Linked DNA regions of Zea mays: region 2 is linked to region 1. Evidence: chromatin contacts called from public Hi-C data. All regions are on one chromosome and are shown on one strand. Each heading gives the region's core, a stretch centred on a gene start, on an enhancer-like site or on the middle of the called end of the contact. The rest is flanking DNA. Distances are from core to core; before and after follow the strand shown. Region 1 has its middle 30 kb from the start of LOC118471894. Region 2 has its middle 260 kb from the start of LOC118471894.

Region 1 (4,501 bases), core at 34-2,533:
GCGTCCCATACCACCCTTGTGGTAGCACTGTTTTCCTGGGTGGTCGCTCCATGTTCCAATTAACATAATGATCTTATCATGAACAGTAAATAACAAACTGATAATAAAATAATGATAATGAATAATGTATATCTCCATCCCAAAACCACATAAAGCAATAGTAGGTACTACCCAAAAATTCAGTGGTAAACAAGGTATAAAGATATCCAAACTAGGGTAACCTATTGGGTACCATCAAAATTAACCTATGCAGATCATTATGATTAATTAGAACATGATTGGGTAAAAAGAAGTGATCAAGGGCACAACTTGTTGGGAATTGAGATTCCAGGTACCAACTTGCTCTTCAGGTAACTCGTAACCTCGCGCTAGTCGTAGCAATACAAACAAACAATGTATAGGCAAAATTAACATCACACCAAACATAAGAATAAATTGCATAAGAATATTCTACGTGTCGTAACAAGATCGTGGGTTCGAGAATGGCTAAAACCAGAGTTACGGTTAAAGTGATAGGATTTATGGTAAATCTTTGTGGTTTAAATATTAATTTATATTATAAGTTGGTTAGTGTATATCATATGAGATACTATTCTATAAAAACTAACTCAACCTTAATCTTAATTATAACTTAACTAGATATCATATATATATATTAATCAAATTATAAATGGATAGGTTAACTTCGATTAGAGGAGTTAATCTATTAAACATAGGATAGACAAATTTCTAATAATAAAAGTATGGGTTGTGATAAATGTTAGTGTCAAATTGTACAGATGATATTATTATGAATCTAACACAATTTGAACGTATCAAATCGGAGTTACGGTTCTCTAGTTATGAATTTCTGGAGTTATTTAGTACCTAGAATACAGTAATTCAAGTGAATAATTTTAAATCAAGTTTCATGGCTAAACAAAGGTACTAGGTGATAAAAAATATTAACATGAATTTATTGCAACTAGAACGGATTAAAAAGGAGTTAAATTGAGCAAGATATGGATTTATTAAGGTTTTGGAGATTAAAACCCATTTTCTGATTTATTTTAATAAGTCTGACCTAATTGGATCGGGGACACAATTACTACAATTTCCAGGGTCTAGCATGTAGATAACAGGGCCTGACTGCAATTAGTTTATATAAGAACTGGATGGCGGGTTGATTATTTAGAAATCCAGGGGCTCTTTTGCAATTGCCCCTGGCCGAATGGGTATGGTGAAATACTGGCCGTCCGATCAGTTTTCAATGCCTTGGATTAGATCCCCAAACCTCGCGAACCGGTATGCGCCCACAACTGTTGGATCCAGGATCTACGACCAGATCTAAATGGGCGAAAGGGTACACAGCAACCCAATCTCGTCCGTCCATTCTTTGATCTACAGCCACTACGTTCTCCTTCTTCCTTGAGCTAGGTCGAGCGGCGTCGACCGCCCATCACGGCGGCGCCCACACCGGCGCTAGTTGAGCTATCCCCCACGGTGACCAATACTTGCCCTAGAATGGTTCCTACCCTAATGGCTGCGTGGGCGAACACATAGAAGAAGTTTTTACCTCGGATTATGGAACTTCCGGGTTCCACCCACGATACCGCGCGGCACGGCGGCGGATTTCCTGACACCGACGATGAATTAGGGAGGATTCGGTTGGTCTCCAGTTCCTACGACTCCGTGCCTAGGTTCACCACGGCCTCGTCAACAACCATAGCCCCACTCTGGCCATAGACCGGCAGCACGGGCAGCACACATCGACGGTGGTTTCTTTTCTACTAGACTGCTCTCCATTGGCTCTACTCGGGGTCGGGATCTGATGAACGAGAGGAGGTGGCTAGGTCACCTATAAGTACCCCAGGATGGCACCCGAATCCCACAATCTTCGCCAAGATCCTAACAACTAGCTTCGGCTGTAATCGAGCGGATTCTGTTGAGCGGCGCCGTGACCGATAACGATCCGAGGACGATGGTACTGACACGGTGGACCCACACGGCAGTGAGTGAGCGCTAACGAGGCGAACCTGCTCAGAGAACCAGAGGCTAGGCAGTGGGCCCCAGGTACCAACGAGAGTGGAGGAAGGTGCGCAGGAATACCACTGGTCGAGCGGCTGAGGGTGTGGGCCCACGTGACAGAGGGAGCCAGGGCCGGTGTGCACCCATGGGCAACCGACGAGCGGGCCCACAGTGGCAGTGTAACAACAGGCCAGTGCGTGGAGTATAGTGGGCCGACACGCATTTGAGGGGGAAGGAAAGAGATGGGCCGAGACAGATGAGATTTGGCCCAGGCGCAGGTTTCCTTCTCTTTTTCCTTTTCTAATTTAAATTTCTATTTGTTTTAACTATTTTAAATTGAAATGAGTCACTAATTCAAATCTGTTTTGAATTTCAAAGTCAGTTTATATGCAACAACCAAAATAATCCCAGAATGATGCAAAGATTTATTTTATTTATTTAGATAGGATGCTTCACATTCACTTATTCCAAAGAAGTCATTATATTGAATGTATATCTAATTAAATGTATCTCCAATAATTCAATATGCCTTACCCTTTTAATTTAGGAAGAAGTTAATATGAATTCTTTAACAATAGTGACTTTAACTCAAAAGAGAATGTTTTATATATTTCTTGATGGTGATAATAAATTGTAACTCTTTTATTATATATATTAACTCCCATTGCTTTAAATTTTACTATTTATTTTATAAAGGGTGAATTCCATAGAATGATTATCCATTAGGGACATTTTAGTTTGATTTTTTTCTACAAATTCATAAAACAAGATTTCGGGTGTTACAGTGCTGAATCGATGTCAGGGTCATACGGTTCCAGAGGAGGAGAGAGTTCAGCTGCGAAAAATATAAGATTTTGTCAAATACGAAGCTAAAATATGACAAACACACCTATATGCCTTTCGTGCTTTGCGGCTTCTTCAGCTTTTCTTGCTTCCCCTGAAGCAAGATGAGATTCTTCTTCGCTCTACCTGATAGCTTCGTCTGCTATCTCTCTTCCGCCATTCAACCACACTTCAGAATAAAATTTCCTGTCAAGGGCGTTAGCTTCGGCTGAAGGTTCTCTAATATCATTTGCTGAAACTAAGAATTCTGGCTGAATTATAGCCTTAGCATGATCACAGCCAGCCTTTTCGAGCAATGATAGAGCCCCTTGAGCACCCACACAGGCACAAAAGTCTACTATTCTGGTTAGGACTCATCGAAAGGTTCTATTTCATCTTCAATCCATGTGATCACACCTTCGGGATCTCCGTGAATAAAGTTTTGCTCAGTTGAGAATGCGCCAACTTTAGCAAAAGCATTTTTCAACTTATCAGAACATTGCATAGCAACAGAGTAGCATTCTTCCTTCGCTTCACAAAGCTCTTCAACATTATTTTGTACCCTGGATCGTTCAGTATGAGATATTTCACACTTCGCTTGCTCAACGTTAAAATTTTCAGTAACTTTGTCATGTTTCTTCTCCAGCCTTGCCACTTCAGATTTATGCGGTTCTACTTGGGCAAATAAAGCATATTCAAGATCAGCTATACATTTTGCGTTCGCTTGTTTTTCTTTTTCAAGCTTCAAAATCTTTTGATCTGCTTTAGAGAATTTAGCCAAATTAGCTTCATTCGTCTTTAGCCTTCTCACTAAAGAAAGAAGAATCTTGTCTTTCTCAAGGGGCTCATTTCAAAGCGTTATAACTCCTGAGCGCAGATTTCCGAAGGCTATTTTAGTACTCTCATCCTCACATTCTTTTTGCCTCTTCAAAGCTTTGCTTAAAATAAGTCCCTAATAACGACAAAAAGAAAACAAGTAAATACTTTAATCAAAATAATTGTTGTTGGGGACTTGTTCTCAAATGCTATAAATTAAGAACAAGGCAACATAAAATGTTAAATGTTAATGTCCTTCATCCGCTGAAGCATTATCTCCCCGAGGATTTAATGAACTTCAGACGAAGGCCATGAACAAAATATCACGAAGGTCACACCTTCGTGATTAGACTTATAAGGCAATGAAGAATGAAATATAAAATATGAAACATTAGAGAAAGATATACCAAAAACAAGTAATATTATTCACATATTTTATTATACAAACCTAAATATTAAAACATAATATTTAGGTACATTTATACCTTCGTCTTGGCAGAAAACAATAATTCCAGCGTAACGTGTCAGTGATTGCAAGATCGCGTGAACAGTATAGGGGTACTGTTCATCTATTTATAGGCACAGGGCGTAGCCTGTGTAAAATTACATTTATGCCCTTTACAATCGACTACAATAATGACACAAAACATCATGGGTCTTTAAGTCATTTTATCTTTAAGTCGGTTCACCCCTTCGTCTTGAGATCTGTCACTGTGCCGAAGCTTTATAGGTGATAGCTTCGGCGCTGCTTCTGAGAGAATCTGCCGAAGGTGTTCTCTTGCTTTAGGATCATCGGCTACGAAGCATACCCCCAACAGTAGCCCCTTCGCGGTGCTAGATCGCTTTTCGTAACGAG
Region 2 (4,377 bases), core at 1,722-4,221, 230 kb after region 1:
TCAGGAGACTAGGGCTGGCCAAGTTTATGGTCATCCCACATTACTCCTACATGATGCTGAAGATGTTAGGCCCTCAGGGCATCATCACCATGAAGGCCAACTTTCAGGGTGCTATAGGGTGCTACTGTGGGGCCCTCCAGATGGCTCTCACTGCGGGCACCTTAGTGGCACAGAAGCGATTGGTGACAGATGTGGACACACTCCCAAAGGATGACCTTCTAATCCTGACCTTGGAGACGATCCCAATACTGGTCGTACGACTGGTAGAGGAGACCAAGAAAGCTAGCCTCGACCTCCCCTTTGTGCTCCAGATGACGATCATCAGCTCTAGCCTCAGTTCCAATTAGGAAGACATGTTTGTCCGGTTCTTGTAGCATAACCATGACGTGTTTGCATGGAAACCTGCGTACATACCTAAGGTTCCCAGGGAACTAACCGATCACTAGCTCAAGGTCTATTCCTAGGTGAAACTGATTTGACAAAAGCTACGCCGATTGACCCCTAACAAGTGAGAGGCAATCCAGGAAAATTTGACTCATCTAGTAGCTTACGGATTCATTAGAGAAGTTGTGCACCCCAAATGGCATGCAAACCTTGTTCTTGTACTAAAAAAGAATAAAGTAGACTAGAGCATGTGCATTGACTATACCGACCTCAACAAATACTGACTGAAGGATCCCTTCGAGCTCCCTAGAATAGACCAGGTGGTAGACTCTACTATGGGATGCTCCCTGCTCTCATTCCTAGATTGTTAATCGAGGTATCACTAAATTAGTCTAGCGAAGGAAGACTAGGAGAAGACCAGCTTCACCACGCCTTTTAGGGCATTTTGTTACACGTCCATGCCTTTCGGCTTGAAGAACGCTAGGGCAACATATTAGTGGGCTATCTAGACATGTCTAGCGAACCACTAGGGCAAGCACGTGGAGGCTTACATCAATGATGTAGTGATCAAGATGAAGGACCTAGATACTTTCATCAATGACTTACGACAAGTCTTAAACAGACTTAGACGCTACTGCTACAAACTTAACCCAGACAAATGTGTGTTCGGGATACCGACATGAAAGCTGCTTGGTTTCATTGTCAGCCACATGGCAATTGAGGCAAATCCCTATAAGATTGACACTATCCCACAGATGGAACCAACTAGATCTCAAAAGAAGGTGAAAAAGCTGACAGGATGCATGGCTACCTCTATCCAATTTTTCTCATGGCCTCGCAAAAAGGGCATGTCGTTCTACAAGATGCTAAGGAAAGTGGACAAGTTTGAGTGGGCTCTAGAGGCACAAGAAGCAGTTAATGCACTCCAGAAGTTTTTGACACGCCCTTCGGTCCTCAAGCCACCAAACTGGGCCACCAAAGATCAGCCAACTTAAGATATGTTTTTGTCCATCTCGTGCAAGACTCACGTGGTGACTTTGCGTTGGTAGTCGAGCAAAAAGAAGAAGGGCATGTGAAGGTGACTTAGTACCTAGTCTACTACATTAGTGAAGTCCTCGGGCTATCCAAGATTAGGTACCCTCAAGTTTAGAAGCTATTGTGTTTGTCCTCCTCACTGCATGCAAGCTGCACCACTACTTTGATGATCACAAAGTCGTAGTGGTCATCGGTATCCTGATCGGTGACATACTGCACAATAGAGGGATATGGGTAGAATGACCGAATTAGTATGCGAGCTGGGGGATCATGATATAGAGTTCCGGCCTCAGATGGCTATCATGACCCAAGCTTTGGTTGATTTCATTTTGGAGTGGACAAAACATTAGGTTCTTTAAAATCCCAAGCCAATAGAAGTCTGGAAGATGTAATTTGATGGGTCATTGAAGCTACAAGGCGCTAGACAAGGGATTCTCTATATCACTTGGAAAGGGGAACAAGTCATGTATGTGCTACAACTCCTGTTCCCAGCCTCAAACAATATTGCAATGTATGATGCTATGATTCATGGACTGCACATTATTGTTTAGCTCGAAGTAAAGCGGTTGATGGTGTAAGGGGACTCTGTGGTCGTAATAAGTCAGGTCAACAAAGAATGGGATTGTTCCACAGAAGTGTCACACCTGGATTTAAGGGGTAAAGCCGGGTGCATCTCATATGTGCGCCAAAGAAGAACAACACATATAATAATGATCAAGTGTATAGAGATAAATGCCACAAATATTATTACATCACGGAAGTGTCTTACAAAAATAAATGACATCAATAAAGCGAACTAATAATTATTCCTTCGCGCCATAAAGCTGATAGAGACGCCACCAAGATAAGCTCGTACTCCTCGTTGTAGACCTCCTCTTGGGCTACCTACTCTTCACCTGTGGGGTTGGGGTTATATATCGCAAGGGTGAGCTCAAAAAAGATCATAGCTCAACAAGTTGTGGGGAATAATGTGCATGGATTCACCTGTAATACCTCAAAGTATTATATTGTCAGCCTAGTAAAATTTTCCATGGATTTTGAATTAAAATACCTTTCAATAAGAGTTTTGTTAGCTTTAGGGTTACATCTCTTAAAACAAAGATAGTATAATAAAAATTTGAATAAAAAGAATTTCTATATCATGTTGGTTTTCCTTAAAAATTTATTTACAAGGACTCTCTATAAAACTTTATACACTAAAAATGATTTTCTAAAATACCTAATTCCTATTTTGTGTATAGATTGCACATTTTAAAGTGTTATTTTAAATAGGATAATAAATAAAATATAGTTTTGCACCATGCTGGGATTTTGAGTGTGCATTAAATTTGAACTCTTAGACTTTAACTTGGATTTGAATTTGAAATTTTAAATCAAAAAGAAAAAAACAAAACCAGAAAAATGAAATGAAGAAACTTACCTGTGCGGCCCAAGTTCTCCTTGCCGAGCGGCCCAGCCAACCATGTGCGCGCCGACATGTGGGGTCACCCCGTCAGTTGACAGCTCCTCACCCGCGCTCGCTGATGATGCGGGCCCGTTCGTCTGAGAATGCCGCGTGCGCATACAAGCCGGGGCGCCGTGACCGTGTACCCCTCCACCCACTGGCGCGTGGACCCAATAGGTCAGGCCAGGTATTTCTTCTTCCTAGGGTTGTTGCGTCGGGGCTGATTTCGTCATCGCGAATGACGTCTAGGAGCTCACCGTGGAATTTGCATCGCCCCAACCTCCTCGGCGCGGACTCGTCCTGGTCTTATAAAACGATTGCCGGTTTCCCCTTCCTTTTCCCCATCACTGGGAACCCGACCGTGGTGGGTGCACAGCGGGGAAGAGAGGGCCACCGCCGCCGTGGATTCGCTACCCAGTCGCCGTTTTGGCCTCGGCTTGCGGTCAGGGACCTTCACCGGTGTATACCGCATGGATCTAGTGCTTCCTCGTGCAGCTGGGGTGGCCGGGTGCAATGGAATTGCTCGCAGGAATTCAAGAAAACCGCGGGTCCGCAAGGCTCCGTGACAGTGTGTTCTGTTGCTCGAATCCACGTATGAGGGCCTTCCTCGAGTTCACCTATCTCCCTACACTCGTTTACGCTTTGCCGTGGTCATTAAAACATGCTAGGGCTCGACTTTGGATGCTCTCCGATGAGCGCACCGCCATGTTAGGGCCCCTGCGCCGCTGCTCTGTTCGGCGAGTGGGAAGATGAACTCGTGTCCGTCCGATCGACTATGGGCCATGTTGGGAGCCTTCTCCTCCATCGAAGGTCCTCAAGACCAAAACACCTTCGGCAAGATAATATAAAAGCTCACCGAAGCCATCATCAACCTCGGCTCAGGTTCTCAAGACGAAGGCCTTGTGAATAAGCAGCGTTGCGGAATGCCGAAGCTCAATAGCTTCGGCTCAGACCAAGCAAAAAAGTAAAAGACTAAATAGACCTTATTTGCTTTAGTTGCTTGTAAATAAACATTCAGGGGTATGAATGTAATTAAACTCGGGCTACGTCCCGAGCCTAAAAATAGATTAACAGTAACCCCGTACTTTTCATGCTGGATTGTATTCACTTTCTCGCATCCACACCTTCGAGCAAGTCGAAGGTATCAATGTAATATTAACATTGTTTACATTCATTTCTATTTTATGGGATATAAGGATAAATCAATTAATGAAATGTACTTATTATATTTATCCCTTTGCATTATTACTCGTATATTAAATAATGAAGGTATGTCCTTTTTAACCTTCGTCTGGCGAAGCATTATTCCCACGAGGAGATAATGCTTCGGTTAGACGAAGGTCCGTAATGACTAACAATTCTGTTGCCTTGTTCTTGATATATAACATTTGAGAACAAGTGACCAACATTGGCGCCCACCTCCAGTGAACTCACTTCCATGATTCCAACAATGGCTTCGCAAGACCACCAACCTTTGGCACCTTCGGCTACGAAGCTGGTGCTCCCAATCACAG

What was found. Hi-C and Micro-C count contacts between places; a contact is called where the count stands out from the background.
Region 2: a contact with region 1 is called in a Hi-C map of leaf, with 5 times the contacts expected there. The contact joins two enhancer-like sites. A contact is called at or near these places in 2 of 25 Hi-C or Micro-C datasets (endosperm and leaf).

Annotation. Positions count from the first base shown.
Region 1 is chr5:111,055,083-111,059,583 of Zm-B73-REFERENCE-NAM-5.0, forward strand. No RefSeq gene overlaps it. Among protein-coding and RNA genes, the nearest start is that of LOC118471894, 30 kb to the left of the region's middle. Within about 2 kb of position 1,284, at least 19 of the 20 cell types and tissues checked have an H3K27ac peak or open chromatin away from gene starts, as enhancers often do. A contact at or near this core is called in leaf, where this site is marked.
Region 2 is chr5:111,288,035-111,292,411 of Zm-B73-REFERENCE-NAM-5.0, forward strand. No RefSeq gene overlaps it. Among protein-coding and RNA genes, the nearest start is that of LOC118471894, 260 kb to the left of the region's middle. Within about 2 kb of position 2,972, at least 18 of the 20 cell types and tissues checked have an H3K27ac peak or open chromatin away from gene starts, as enhancers often do. A contact at or near this core is called in leaf, where this site is marked.